Linked DNA regions of Mus musculus: region 1 is linked to region 2. A link is a contact called in public HiChIP or PLAC-seq data. All regions are on one chromosome and are shown on one strand. Each heading gives the region's core, a stretch centred on a gene start, on an enhancer-like site or on the middle of the called end of the contact. The rest is flanking DNA. Distances are from core to core; before and after follow the strand shown. Region 1 has its middle 12 kb from the start of Gm31600. Region 2 has its middle 6.8 kb from the start of Gm47754.

Region 1 (7,285 bases), core at 1,489-3,988, 200 kb after region 2:
AAAAAAAAGAAAGAAAGCAGAAAAGGGTCCTTGGCACATCTTTAACCTGTTTTGGGTGATTTAAGCAAAATGGGATTAAATGTTTTCCCCTCTGGTTGAAGCCTATGGTCCCAGCCATTTGGAAGATAGAAGCAAGAGGATTACTGGGGCTCAGGGGTTTAAGACCAAGCTGACCAATATAAGCAGCCTCCATCTAAAACTAATAATAAATATTTTAATTAAAAGAAAAAAATCTTTTCCCAGAACTTCTGAGTTCATGAAGTCGGTCTTGTCTGCACTTTGCTTCCTCTCTGTGTCCTTGGGAATCCCACACATGTTCCAGTTTTTCAGATCTCTATAACATATCACCAAATACTTACTGGATGATAGCGATCTTGCTCATAACCTCAATGGTATCTATACCTCAAATTAACTGCACTCATTGGATTGTCTTTGTGATAGTTTGATGATTTCCAGATGCAGATATGAATAGAAAGGGGGTGGAGACGCAGCACACTCATTCAAAATGGAACCAGAACCTCAGCTACCACATGTGTTTTAAATATATTATCCATACAATTAAGAATACAGTATTATAAACCAGCTCTACAGATCTTAGGATAAAACCAATGACAGCAAGTCTTCTAAGCCACAAAGAGGGTCTTAATAATAGAGATTCCATGGTGACACACTCTGAATATTCCTGAATATTACAAACCTTCCTTAAAAAAACAAACATGTTCCTTTCTGACATTTTTCCTTCATTCATATTCATATATATACATATATATATCCTTCCATGTATATATGAAAAAATATATATGTTCATTTTATTTTGGGAAATTTTAGAGAAATTTTTAAAAAGGTGACTTTTTGGGTCTTTTTTTTTTTTTTTTTTTTTAATTTGGTTTTTCGAGACAGGGTTTCGCTGTAGCCCTGGCTGTCCTGGAACTCACTCTGTAGACCAGGCTGGCCTCGAACTCAAAAATCCACCTGCTTCTGCCTCCCAAGTGCTAGGATTAAAGGCGTGTGCCTCCACTGCCTGGCCAAAAGGTGACTTTTAAAATACAAAATAAAGTCTAGATGTAATGACACACACCTTTATTTCCAGCACTCCATGGATAAACATCTTGACTTCCTCAAGTTCAAGGTCAGCCTGGTCCTCATAGCAAGTTCTAGGATAGCCACAACTATATACATATCATTTATATTCACTCTCTAACTCACCCAAAACCCCAAAATTAGATTATTTTAGTAACAGATAGCACAGGATTTCAGTGCAAATATTTTACTGTTTAAGAAATGAGAACTATATTTTAAATATAATCACAAACTTACCAATATTTAAATCAGCAACAATAATTCCTTAATGCTCTCTAAAGTATAATCAGTATTCCCTAAATGTATTTTTAAAAATATCAGATGTGCCTTCTCTTCCCTTTTTCTTCCTAAAAGTAGGTATAGGCTATATGTTGTGGTTGTGTGTATGAGTGGGTGTTGTGCACATGAATAAACAGGCATGTGTGCATACATGCGCATACGGAGACCAGCAGTTAATACTGGCTCTCCCCTTTAGTCTCTCTCCACTAGTTACACTCTGAGACAGGATCCCTCACTAACCATCTGGACAATAAGCTTCAGGAATACACCTTTCTCCACACCTCCCCTCAGCGTTGGAGTTACAGATTCAGACCTACTACACTCAATTTTATTTGTTTTGATTTTGAGGCAGGGTCTTACTGTGTAGCCCTATCTGGCCTTGAACTCATAGAGATCTGTCTGTCTCTGCGCCCCGAGTATTGCCTGGCCTGAACCCGTGTGCTGGTTGTCCAAACTCATGGCAAGCACTTCACTAACTGAGCCATCTCCCATACTTCATTCTCTTCCCCCTCTTTTGAGACAACTCATTTTGTAGTTCAGGCTATCCTGTAACTCAATGTATAATAAATTAGGCTAGCCTGGAACTTGTAGCTCCCCTCTTGCCTCTGCCTCCTGAGTGCCAGGATTACAGACATGTATCACCTTGTTCAACTTCTATCCTAAACATTGTTGTTGTTTTGCTTGTGAGTTGGTTGTGTTTTTCTTTTCTTTTTTAGAATTTATTAATCACATTGACAGATGAACAAACTAAAATTCAGTTTCTTTTTATTTTTAAAGATTTATTTATTACTGTATCTAAGTACATTTTAGTGGTCTTCAGATGCACCAGAAGGAGTCAGATCTCATTACAGATGGTTGTGAGCCACTATGTGATTGCTGGGATTTGAACTCAGGACCTATGGAAGTGCAGTCAGTGCTCTTAACTGCTGAGCCATCTCTCCAGCCCTTGTTTTGTTTTTCAAGACAGGGTTTCTTTGTGTAGCTCTGACTGTCCTGGAACTAGCTATGTAGAGCAGGCTGGCCTCAAACTCAGAGGATCCTCCTGCCTCTGCATCTATCTCTACCTCTGGAGTGCTGGGATTAAAGGTGTGCACCAACACCGCTGAGCTGAGCTCTCCCTTCAACTTTTACGGACAGTAGCTGGGTTTCTTGTGGTGGTGGTGGATTTTGTTTTGTTTTATATTTATTTTATTACTTTACGGGTATCAGTATTTTTGTCTGCATGGATATATGGGCACTATGTGCCCATGGGGGCCAGAAATAGGCATCAGATTCTCTGGAACTACAGTTCATACATACAGTTGCAAGGTGCCATGTGTCTGTTTTAAGGAACTCACAGAGCTGAAATCCCCTTGCAGTTCCTCTTAGGAACATTTCCTTAAATAAATGTTTAGTCATGGAATACTTTATCACAAATTCAACAATCCCCGCCTGCCGTCACTGAGATAGACCCACACTCTACACAGCAGTAGCAACAAGACTGCAGAGGGTCGTTCCTCAGGGCCTATTACCAAGGCAGCCCCTGAGAACAGAGAGCATGGTCAGGAGATCTTGATGCTAATCTCAAATAACCACTATTTAACTTTACATCCTAACTGAGCAAATTCTCCCCTGTATGCCAATGCAAAGGCTGCAAAGTGAATGAATAGGGTAGTCCAAACAACCTTGAAATTTCCTTCTGCCTTTTTGTTTTGTTTATTTGTTTGTTTTGTGAGACAGGGTTTCTCTGTGTAGCCTTGTCTGTCTTGGAACTTACTCTGTAGACCAGGATGGGCTTGAACTCACAGAGATCCACCTGCCTCTGCTTCCCAAGTGCTGGGATTAAAGGCATGCACCCCACTGCCCACTTCCTTTTTAAGATTCAATGTGTTTGATATTATATTTAACTTTGTTTTAAAAGTCTACCTTCTATATCTTCTATATCTTGTGCTCCCTGTCAACAAATTCAACCACCTGAGGGGGGGATCCCCAAATTAACAGAGCTGTACTTAATATGCAGAGACTGTTTTGCTAGTCCTTGTTTTCTAAACAATACTATGTAACAGCTTTTTAAATAGCATTTACATTGTTACAAGACACCTAGCCCAGACTGAAAGTACATAACAAAGGGCTGGGGGGGGAGCCCTGCTGGCAAAGTGCTTGCCCTGGGTTTGATCTCTAGCTCTGAAGGAAAAAAAAAGGGGGGGGGGAGTTTCCACTCCAGATCCCTGGAAGTGAAAACCAGGAGTCAAATTTCAACATCACCCTGCCCTGCATAGTTTAAAGATAGCCTGGCCTACAAGACTTGGACCAATCCTCTTTTGGTACTGACTGATGGATGCAGAGACAACTGGCTGGTTATACTGTATGTCATGGTGTTATTTGCAAAGATTAAAAACATATCTATTGCAGGAGACATTGTATCATTTGCAATCAAATAACCAAACCCTGTCCATGATGGTGCATGCCTTTGATCCCAGCACTGAGGAGGGAGCGGCCATCAGATCTGTGAGTTCAAAGCTAGCCTGGTCTACAGACTGAGGTCCAGAACAGCTAGGGTTACACACACACACACACACACACACACACACACACACACACTCAAACCTGCCTTGATAAATAAATAAGCAAATAAATAAGCAAACAAAACCAGCCCAATAGCACCCTTAAGTTGCTCATTGGCCTTTCTAAGCTTCACTATCTTAACTGAACTGCAATTCTTTGTTTTGGACAAGATCTTTCCTACAAGACAAACCTTTAAAGAGTCCTCTCTGTGATAAAATTCAGTGTCACCTCTGGAGACTGGTAGGTCCTCAAGCTATGCCTGTTACATAAATAAATGGTGGGGTCCGTAATCTGGGGCTTCATATCATTGTCCCATCTACCTTACAGAGGACCCTGCCCAGCAAAATGAGCCAATGCATGTAAACACACAATTTCTATTTCATAATTAAAATATAAAATATTACTTGCATGTGAAAACATTGCAAGTAGACAGAACCTTGCTGCTAATGTTTGGCAAGGAACGAGTGGTGGGCATTTTTCTTTTCTACTTGTAATTTCATCTCTCTTTGTAAGGTGTGTATCTCTCCATCCCTGTTTACTTTCTCTCCTCTCTCCAGTACCAGGGATCAGACCTAGCACCTAGCTCATGCTAGGAAAGTACTCTACCACTGAGCTATCTACACCAGCCCTCTTTTTACTTTTTTTTTTTTGGATACAAGATCTGAGTTTGAGATCCTCCTACCTCAGCATCCTGAATAGCTGAAGTTAAAGACCTTAAAGACTGGTGCCACAGGGTCTACTTGCTCTTAGGTTCTCTCTCTCTCTCTCTCTCTCTCTCTCTCTCTCTCTCTCTCTCTCTCTCTTTCTCCTCTCCTCTCCTATTCATTCACTACCATTTTTACACTTGTCTCTAACACTCTTTGGGGAAAATTTTGGACTCACAATATTTTTACTTACATTTTTTTTTTTTTTTACAGTGGTTTAATGGAGCAGTTGACATTCAGTAGAAGCTGTCCTTTGGGGACTGGTGGGATTCATAGGTGAAGGTGACTGGCACTCAAGCCTGGTGACCTGAGTTCAATCTCCAGAATCCATATACAGGTGAAAGGCAAGGGCAACATGGTCCTCAGACCTGTGGCCTACACACACACACACACACACACACACACACACACACACACACACACAAATGTAAGATAGGCCTGGTGTTAAGTGACTTGGCCCAATCCTAGTCTAAGGCTTGTGATACTAGGTAGGGTTGGTGTGCAAAGGGCATCTTTGAGGGACTGAAAAGATCTCACGGAACAAAGATGCCTGCTATCAAGTCTGAATGCCTGAGTGTAAGCTGGTCCTCGGATCTCCTCCCCGTTTTATTTGTTAAGATTTATTAATTGTATTATTTACATGTGTGAATGTTTTACCTGCATGTTTGTATATATGTATGGCCATCATATGCATGCCAGGTGTCCGCAGAGGTCAGAAGAGTGTGTCAGATCCCCTAAGACTAGAGGTACAGAGGGTTGTGAACCCAGGCCTCCTCAAGAGCAACAAGTGCTCCTGATTTCTAAGACAACTCTCCAGCCCTCTCCCATTAAAAAAAAAAAATGTAATAAAATTGATAAAGCATCTTTGAGGCCTGGGCAGCACTTGTCTAGCGTGTCCATATAAACTGCTTTTTAAGACTGGGTATGGTGGCATATGCTTTTAATCCCAGCACTTGGGAGGCAGAGGTAGGTGGATTTCTGTGAGTTCCATGACAGCCTGTTCTACAAACTAAGTCCAGTACATTTAGGGATATTACACAGAGAAACCCAGTCTCAAAAAAAAAAAAAAAAAAAAAAAAAAAAAAAAAAACCACCCAAACAACAAAAACAAAACAACTGCCTTTTTTTTTTTTCTTACTTAAGACTTTCAATTGGGCCGGGCGTGGTGGTGCACGCCTTTAATCCCAGCACTCGGGAGGCAGAGGCAGGCGGATTTCTGAGTTCGAGGCCAGCCTGGTCTACAATGTGAGTTCCAGGACAGCCAGGGCTATACAGAGAAACCCTGTCTCGAAAAAAAAAAGACTTTCAATTGACAATAGATTTTTTTGGCAACTAAGTCACTGCCATCTGTAAATAGCTTAGTGCCAATCTTTTTTTATTGGATTTGGGGAATCAATTCAGGCTAGATGTTTGCTAGACAGGCATTCTACCACCAACCCAAACTCTCAGTTCAATAAGCCAGTCAAATTTAAATAAAGCCATTTTCTCACCTTCTCTAAGTTAAAATCAGGCAAGAGGCAGGGTGGCATTGATTATAGGTTTGAGATACATGGAATTCCTGACCTACCGTCAACACTCACAGCTCCTAACAGACAACCCTGATGGGAACTGAATGGGAACAGTTGTTTGAATAGTTCTTTAAAAACTCATTTCCTTCCTACTTCTCTTTTACTATGACACTAAAATGATTTTTCATAATTCCTGATGGCACATAAGCATTCCTCTTCACTATGTTCAAATCTTGTAGGGGCTTAGAAGTGACAGTTCCTAAATGAATTATTAGCCCTAAACAATAACACACACACATGTGCACGCACACACACACACTTATACATGCACACACTCATACACATGTGTGCATTTATGTGTGCATACTCATAGACACACACACTTATAACCATACACATGCATACTCAAATGTGTGCACACCCATGAACACATACACATGCATGCACATGTGCACACAAGTTCCAATGCACACACACAAACAAATGAAGGCCTTTTTTTTTTTTTTACATCATAAAAAGTGCACATTCTAATTTCTACTGGGTGACTTGCAGGTCCCTTCCAGCATTGAAGATGGACAGGTCTTGTGATAAAGCTACTGTACTTTATAACAAATAAACTGGATTTAAACTGCCTAACTCAGCATTTATCAAACTTCCTCATTTTATGGACCAGTGGGAGGGAAAGCCAGTGAAATGAAAACTTAATGTCAGGATGTCAGCAAGCAGAAGCCATGGGAGATGTGCAGTTAAACCTAAGATGTTAAAACTAGTGCATTTGGAATGGATAAGATGTGGTATAATGACCTCTGACACGACCCACTCACCCACCCACCCTGTGAGTATCACTTATGGCATACTGAGGATCTTTGGGACAACTCTGGAAAGCCACACTCTGGTCCCAGGCTTTCAAAATTATTTCCAGGGGAAAAGTATAGAGGTATTTCCCAGTAGGAAATGAATTGACTGAGTTAAAGAGTAATTTCCAGGTATACATCAGAAGGAACTGTCCAGCTGGCCTCGGTGATCATGCACATCTCTTTAAATTAAGATGGCATGTAATTAAACCATTCAGCTTATTGACAAACCTCTCCATGAAGCAGTTTACTTTCACTTGAAATGACCCTTTTGCTTCCGAAGATTCCCCACACCCAGAGTGACTCAACTTCATAA
Region 2 (6,526 bases), core at 1,655-4,154:
AAGAGTGGATAGAGAGAATGGGGAGCCAAGGACGGACTTGGTGATGCAGCACTTGCCTAGAAGGTGAGATGCCCTCAGGCTCTAACCAAAGGACCACAAGGCAGAGAGAGAGAGAGAGAGAGAGAGAGAGAGAGAGAGAGAGAGAGAGAGAGAGAGAGAGAGAGAGAGAGAAGAGATAAGTGAACCACCCTTTCAGAAAGTAAACTTTGGTGTTTAATGTCACCAAGGCCATCTATCTGTACCCTTAACCTGGCTTCTGATTCTGGTGTGGACACTGAAAGGTAATTCTCCCCCCACATACACTTGGTCATAAGAAGCATCACATTAAACCTACCCAACCCCAGGACTCACTTCTGTCTAATGCATTAGAATCTACAGAGGGCGGTGGGGTAAGCATGCCTGATAAGTAGCCCTCATTCCTCGTCCCTCCCCATCCTCAGAGTGATGGTGAAAGACTCCTATTATAGGAAAGTTCCCACCCAGAACAATAGGAATGCACATAAGGTTTGTTATTATAGTGACCTGTGTGGCTAGAACTGAAGACACAGCAAGGTGGCCATCTCTAGGGAAATGGGTCTAAAGACTACTGTTGATAACCGCATGCAAGGGTTTAAACACTGTGGTAACTCATAGCCACTGAACTAAGTGTCCGCACACCACCACAGAGAGAACTTTAGACACATTTGATAGTCTGAAAAGAAGCGTATAAACGTGAAATGCAAACACATGCTTTCTATCCATGGGTATGGACTTAAATCAAAGGCATAAATCAAATTCCTGTAAAGTGGTTGTCTTTGAGGAGGAAAGAAAAGGAATGTGAGGATCAAATAAAAGAAGCAAAGCAAGATGTGCTTTGCCCAGACCTACGAGGACAGGGCCCACAAACTGGGAAGTAGACCTGATCCAATTCCTTACACATATCTGAGTTGGGGGTGGGAGGAAGCCCAAGTGAAATCAAGTCTAGAGTGAACTTCTAGAGACTTGGCTTCCTTCTGCCTGGGTTGTCGAAGCTTGCCTGAGGTCTGTCTCCTTCAGTTCTGTGACTCCCTGTATCCTCCCAGTAAATAACCATTCTACACTCCACCCTCTCCCCATGATGTGAGAGAATCAGCTTCTCCTTTTGGCCACTAACAACCCAGTGAGCCCCCCATGAACCTACTTTCAGGCCACACAGGACTCTATGTGGTGAGCTGCCTTTTGTGCAAAGAGATAAAATGACCATTGATCTCCCCAACCCAGGCTCCAGGGCCATGACTACTGTTTGACTTTGAAGTCCTGAGTTTCATAAGAAAGCAAGCTTTGGTTTCTGTCTTAGATTTTCTTTATGTAAGCTAAAAGAAACCCTTTCTTCCCCAAGTTGTTTTTGTTGATTGCTTTATCACAGCAACAGAAAAACAAAACAGGGTGCCATGCCCCAGGGGCCCTACTTGCCATAAGTTCCACAGATTCTCAAAAGAGGGCCACCACCTGGAGACTAACTTTTCAAACTCAGGAGCCTGTGGGGGACATTTCACCATTGTACCATCAGGAGGTCTTTAGGTCATAGAGGACATGACGACAACTGGCACCCCTTCTCACACTCCTCTGCTTCTGGGCTGGGAGGTGTCTGTACTCCAACTCTTGCTTCCACCTTGATGTGCTGTGTTGTCAGTGACAACCACCACTGTTCCAGGTTAGCTGCCAAATGACCCTTTATTTAACTCCCATTTCAAGAGATAGCTCTTTCAGGGCAACCTGATTTGGTGCCACTCTAATACGCAGCAGGTCTTGAACCCACTCTCAAGCAACCCCGAAAGCCTCTTAGCACAGGGATACTCTGAGATCAAATCTCCCTTCCCTGATACATTCTCTAATCCCACTTCTAATTTAAGAAGTTTCCTGATTTCCTTAATTCCTCTTGGTGCTTGCTGAGTTCTTTTTCCTAATCGCTCCTAATCAGTACACATGGTTTCTTCCCCACTGGCTACCCCCACAGACCTCCTACAATCCCCAATCCCCCAGTCCCCATCCCCTTCCTTAATAAGTTATCAGCTCTCCTGGGTGTCCAGCAGACTCATTTTCATTTCCTGGCCTCCCTGACGCCTAGGGACAAACACTAGCATAGAATATTTGGATAAGCAGAGCTAACATGCTGGTAGACTCTACAGTCACCTGAGTTGGAGGGGGCAGGGCAGAGAGAAGACTGGCTTTCTATAGGATCAACATACCTCCGTTTTGAGTTCCTAGTTGGCCTTGACATAAGGCCTACCACACAGCCACACTCCCTTTGCTGCGGACAGAAATCTCAGTCTCCACACACCTCCCAGGGGTTCAGGGAACAATCAACAAATTGTTATTAGTGAATGGTGTTCTTTTTATTATGTATTAGCCATTCCGGGAAAAACCAGTTATTCTATCACAGACAGCCTCTTACAAGAAAAAAGAAAAGGAAAAAGAAATAGGAGGGAGAACAGGGAAGGGCAGATAATGAGGAATTTCAATATCAGGGGGGAAAAAAGATTAAATTTGTACCCAGTTTACAATTTCATTTATCTTTCATGAAAATGAAATTCACGACATTCCAACTGATATGAAAAGCCTTGGAACAGCTCAGTCCATGAAAAAAAAAGAGATACTGGATACTGGCGACACTTCAGGAGGTAAACTCTCAAAGCATGCTTTCTGCATGGTCCAGATCTGACCCTGGAACGCTAGCTACCTCTGAGCATTCAGATGATGGTACTGGGAAAGCCCAGAGCAACTTGCTGGCTGAAGGGCAAAACAGATCTGTCTGGGAGTGGACCCTGTTGTTGTGAGTCAATTGTTCAGTGTTCCCTCTAAAAGAAATTCCACGATGTTCAGCTTCGTGTTTTCTGCAGCTAGATGCAGGCAGCTGTCTTGTTGACTAAGCATATCTTTAAAGAACCAGGCGAGTTAGGCTGGGTCTAAAAGAAAGGAAACACCCAAACGGGCTTGCTGCTTGCTTGTTCCTTCTGTTTTCTGTTCCCGTCGATTTTATTTTGTGGTATCTATCCAAGTATCTAGATAGACAGAGAGATAAGGGGTGCAAAATGCAAGGTGGTTCCAGGCAGATGTAGGTAGGAACAGTATCATATCACCCCACCATGGCCCACAAGACCACCACAGCTCTCCTTCGTTCCATAGGAACAGTTCTCCATGCTGTTTGTCTAGCAAAACTGCCTGTTCCCGTCATGTGCCTGGTGCCCCCTGAGAAACCCATCTAAGGACAGGAAAGGGAAGCAAGTCTTACTAAGCCCTATTTGTGGAATTCTCTGTGCTGCCTGATTTTTCTGGAGAGGCAGGAACAGATGTCTCCTCATCTCAGATAGGGCATCCAGGGCAGGTCCAAGAAACAACTCCACCCCAGTCTAACTTGGTGAGGGAAGGAACGTATTGTGATTACCTGGCAATGGCTTGTGATGGAAGGACAGATGACTCAAGGGAACTGCCTCACTACACAGCCCACCCAGCATGGATGAGGGCTGAGAACACCTCACTGCTGGACCCTGCACAACCTGCAGGGAGCGCCACTGAAGAAAATCTCCCCCACCCCCACCCCAGAAACTGTTTACTGCTTGTCTGACCTCGGGGAGAGGACAGGCCATGTGCATCTTCTAACACTGGGTTTGAGGAGGCTTGTAAGTTTTGTGGGCCTTTTAGCTTTAAGAGACTCTTTCCTCCCTTAGAAGGGAATGTTGAGATTTTGAGGAAACAACTACACAGGCATCCTACCTTCCCATCCACTTTCCCCATTAAATTAAATTTGTCCGTAAAGCAAGCTATCAGAAACTCAGTGTTATTTCTGTCAAGAAGTCTTAACTTGCCCTTCAATGTAGTTTTTTGCTCTGTAATGAACATCCTCCATACCCTGGCTTTGTCTCCTGTCTGTTTTCCTCGATGCCCACAGGAACCTGAAACTCTGAGTAGAGAGCCCAGTCTGTTTCTTTTATCTTTGAGAACTCCCTCACCACCAGCAGCCCTGTGAGGATGGGCATATCTTGAGTGTATGAGATAGGTCTAGACGAGTGCCACTGGACCTGGGTAACAGTAGAAAATGTGGCTTCCGAAAAGCAAATGAGCTAATAATCCACTGTCTAAGTCAGGGTTTCTATTCCTCCACAAAACATCATGACCAAGTTGGGGAGGAAAGGGTTTATTCAGCTTACAGTTCCACATTGCTGTTCATCACCAAAGGAAGTCAGGACTGGGACTCACACAGGGCAGGAATCTAGAGGCAGGAGCTGATGCAGAGGCCACGAAGGGCTGTTGTTTACTGGGTTGCTTTCCCTGCCTTATTCAGCTTGCTTTCTTATAGAACCCAAGACTACCAGCCTAGGGATGGCACCACCCACAATGGGCTGGACCCTGATCCCTTGAGCGATCACTAATTGAGAAAATGCCTTATAGCTGGATCTCATGGAGCATTCCCTCAAGGGAGGCTCCTTTCTCTGTGATAACTCCAGCTTGTGTCAAGTTAACACACAAAACCAGCCAGTACAGTTGACCCCTTGTCAACTTAACACACAAACACATCACTATTAAGCCTTAGCCCTTGCTTTCTTATTCATCCCCAAGATCTAAATAACTTTAAAAGTCCAACAGTCTTTACAAATTGTTACATATTAAAATTTTAACCCTTTTAAAATATCCAATCTCTTTTGAAATTCTAAGTCTCTTAACTGTAGACTCCGCTAAAATACTTCTACTTCAAGAGGGAAAAATATCAGGGCCCAATCACAATCAAAAGCAAGGTCAAACTCTTACCTTCCAATGTCTGGGACACACTCATGACCTTCTGGGCTCCTCCAAGAGCTTGGGTCACTTCTCCAGCTCTGCCCTGTGTAGCACACACCTTGTCTTCTAGGCTCCAGCTGCTGCTGCTGTTCTTGATGATCATCTCAGGGCACTGGCATCTCCAAAACACTGCTGTGTTCTGTTGCAACTAGACAGCACTTTCACAAATAACCTCCCATAGGCTCTTTTCATGGTGCTAAGCCTCAACTTCTCTGTGTGACCCCTTCAGTCCTGGGCCTTCAAATGCCATTGAGGCTACACCTTTACCCATGGCCTCTTCTGGCCTCTCACAGGGTCAAGCATCAGCTGCTAACCCTTCATTGTTTCAAAACTCTTCTACATTACCAAGTCTGGCTGCCAACATGAGGTACAACTGTGGCTGACTCTGGAACACAGCTTCTCTGTGTTCCACTTCCCAGAAGATTTCACCTTAGTGATGCTGGTCTCTTCTTAGTCACCACTAATTTCCTAGCTCCAGCTAACCAGCATCAATCATCCCAGTAATACAAAGGTTTTGTTTTAGCAGTTCTGGTATCTTGTTAATCACAGCTGATTCTTCAGCTCCAGCTAACCAAAACTATAGAATCTTCACAATCAAAACAGCTACAGCCCTGATAAGAGTCTTTAATCTTCCCTCTGAAATTTCACAAGCCAGCCCTTCACCATTTTCACTTTTCTCAACATTATCTTCCAAGCTCCTACACAACATCCCACAGAGCTCTTAACAGCAAATGGGTCTTCTAGCCCAAAGTTCCAAAGTCTTCCCACAGTCCTCCCCAAAACATGGTCAGGCTGTCACATGAATACTCCATTTCTGGTACCAGTTTGTCTTAGTCAAGGTTTGTATTCCTGCACAAAACATCATGATCAAGAAGCAAGTTGGGAGCCGGGCGTGGTGGCGCACGCCTTTAATCCCAGCACTTGGGAGGCAGAGGCAGGCCAATTTCTAAGTTTGAGGCCAGCCTGGTCTACAAAGTGAGTTCCAGGACAGCCAGGGCTACACAGAGAAACCCTGTCTCAAAAAAATGAAATAAAAATAAAAAAGAAGAAGAAGGAGGAGGAGGAGGAGGGGGAGGAGGAGGGGAAGAAGAAAAAGAAGAAGAAGAAGAAGAAGAAGAAGAAGAAGAAGAAGAAGAAGAAGAAGAAGAAGAAGAAGAAGAAGAAGAAGAAGAAGAAGAAGCAGCAAGTTGGGGAGGAAAGGGTTTATTCAGCTTACACTTCCACATTGCTGTTCATCACCAAAGGAGGTCAGGACTGGGACTCACACAGGGCAGGAACCTAGAGGCAGGAGCTGATGCAGAGGCCATGAAGGGCTGTTGTTTGCTGGATTGCTTTCCCTGGCTTACTCAGCTTGCTTTCTTATAGAACCCAGGACTACCAGCATAGGGATGGCTCCACCCACAATGGGCTGGGCCCTGACCCCTTGAGGGATCACTAATTAAGAAAATGCCTTATAGCTGGATCTCATGGAGGCATTCCCTCAAGGGAGGCTCCTTTCTCTGTGATAAGTCCAGCTTGTGTCAAGTTGACACACAGGACACCAGCCAGGACACCCACAATGCTCGTTCTTTCCTCTACAACTCACAAAACCAACAAATTATTCAATTTCCTTGATTTTTCTTTGCATTCTAGGTCTTTTAAGCATTTCTGACATCCATAAGTCATGATCCAGAATCTGTCTGTCTCTGTCTCTGTCTCTGTCCCTGTCTCTGTCTCTCTCTCTCTCTCACAC

Evidence for each region. HiChIP or PLAC-seq counts read pairs in DNA pulled down with a chosen protein or histone mark.
Region 1: a contact with region 2 is called in an H3K4me3 HiChIP or PLAC-seq map of bone marrow-derived macrophages, with 4 times the contacts expected there. The contact joins two enhancer-like sites. A contact is called at or near these places in 8 of 39 promoter capture datasets (the 3T3-L1 cell line, the C10 cell line, the HPC-7 cell line and 4 more), 1 of 484 Hi-C or Micro-C datasets (bone marrow-derived macrophages), 8 of 115 datasets of contacts at active chromatin or transcription factors (bone marrow-derived macrophages, cardiomyocytes, embryonic forebrain and 5 more) and 2 of 9 other capture datasets (liver and pancreatic islet).

Annotation. Positions count from the first base shown.
Region 1 is chr13:37,770,168-37,777,452 of GRCm38.p6, forward strand. No RefSeq gene overlaps it. Among named protein-coding and RNA genes, the nearest start is that of Gm31600, 12 kb to the left of the region's middle. Within about 2 kb of position 2,739, at least 10 of the 459 cell types and tissues checked have an H3K27ac peak or open chromatin away from gene starts, as enhancers often do. A contact at or near this core is called in bone marrow-derived macrophages, where this site is marked.
Region 2 is chr13:37,571,032-37,577,557 of GRCm38.p6, forward strand. No RefSeq gene overlaps it. Among named protein-coding and RNA genes, the nearest start is that of Gm47754, 6.8 kb to the right of the region's middle. Within about 2 kb of position 2,905, at least 10 of the 459 cell types and tissues checked have an H3K27ac peak or open chromatin away from gene starts, as enhancers often do. A contact at or near this core is called in bone marrow-derived macrophages, where this site is marked.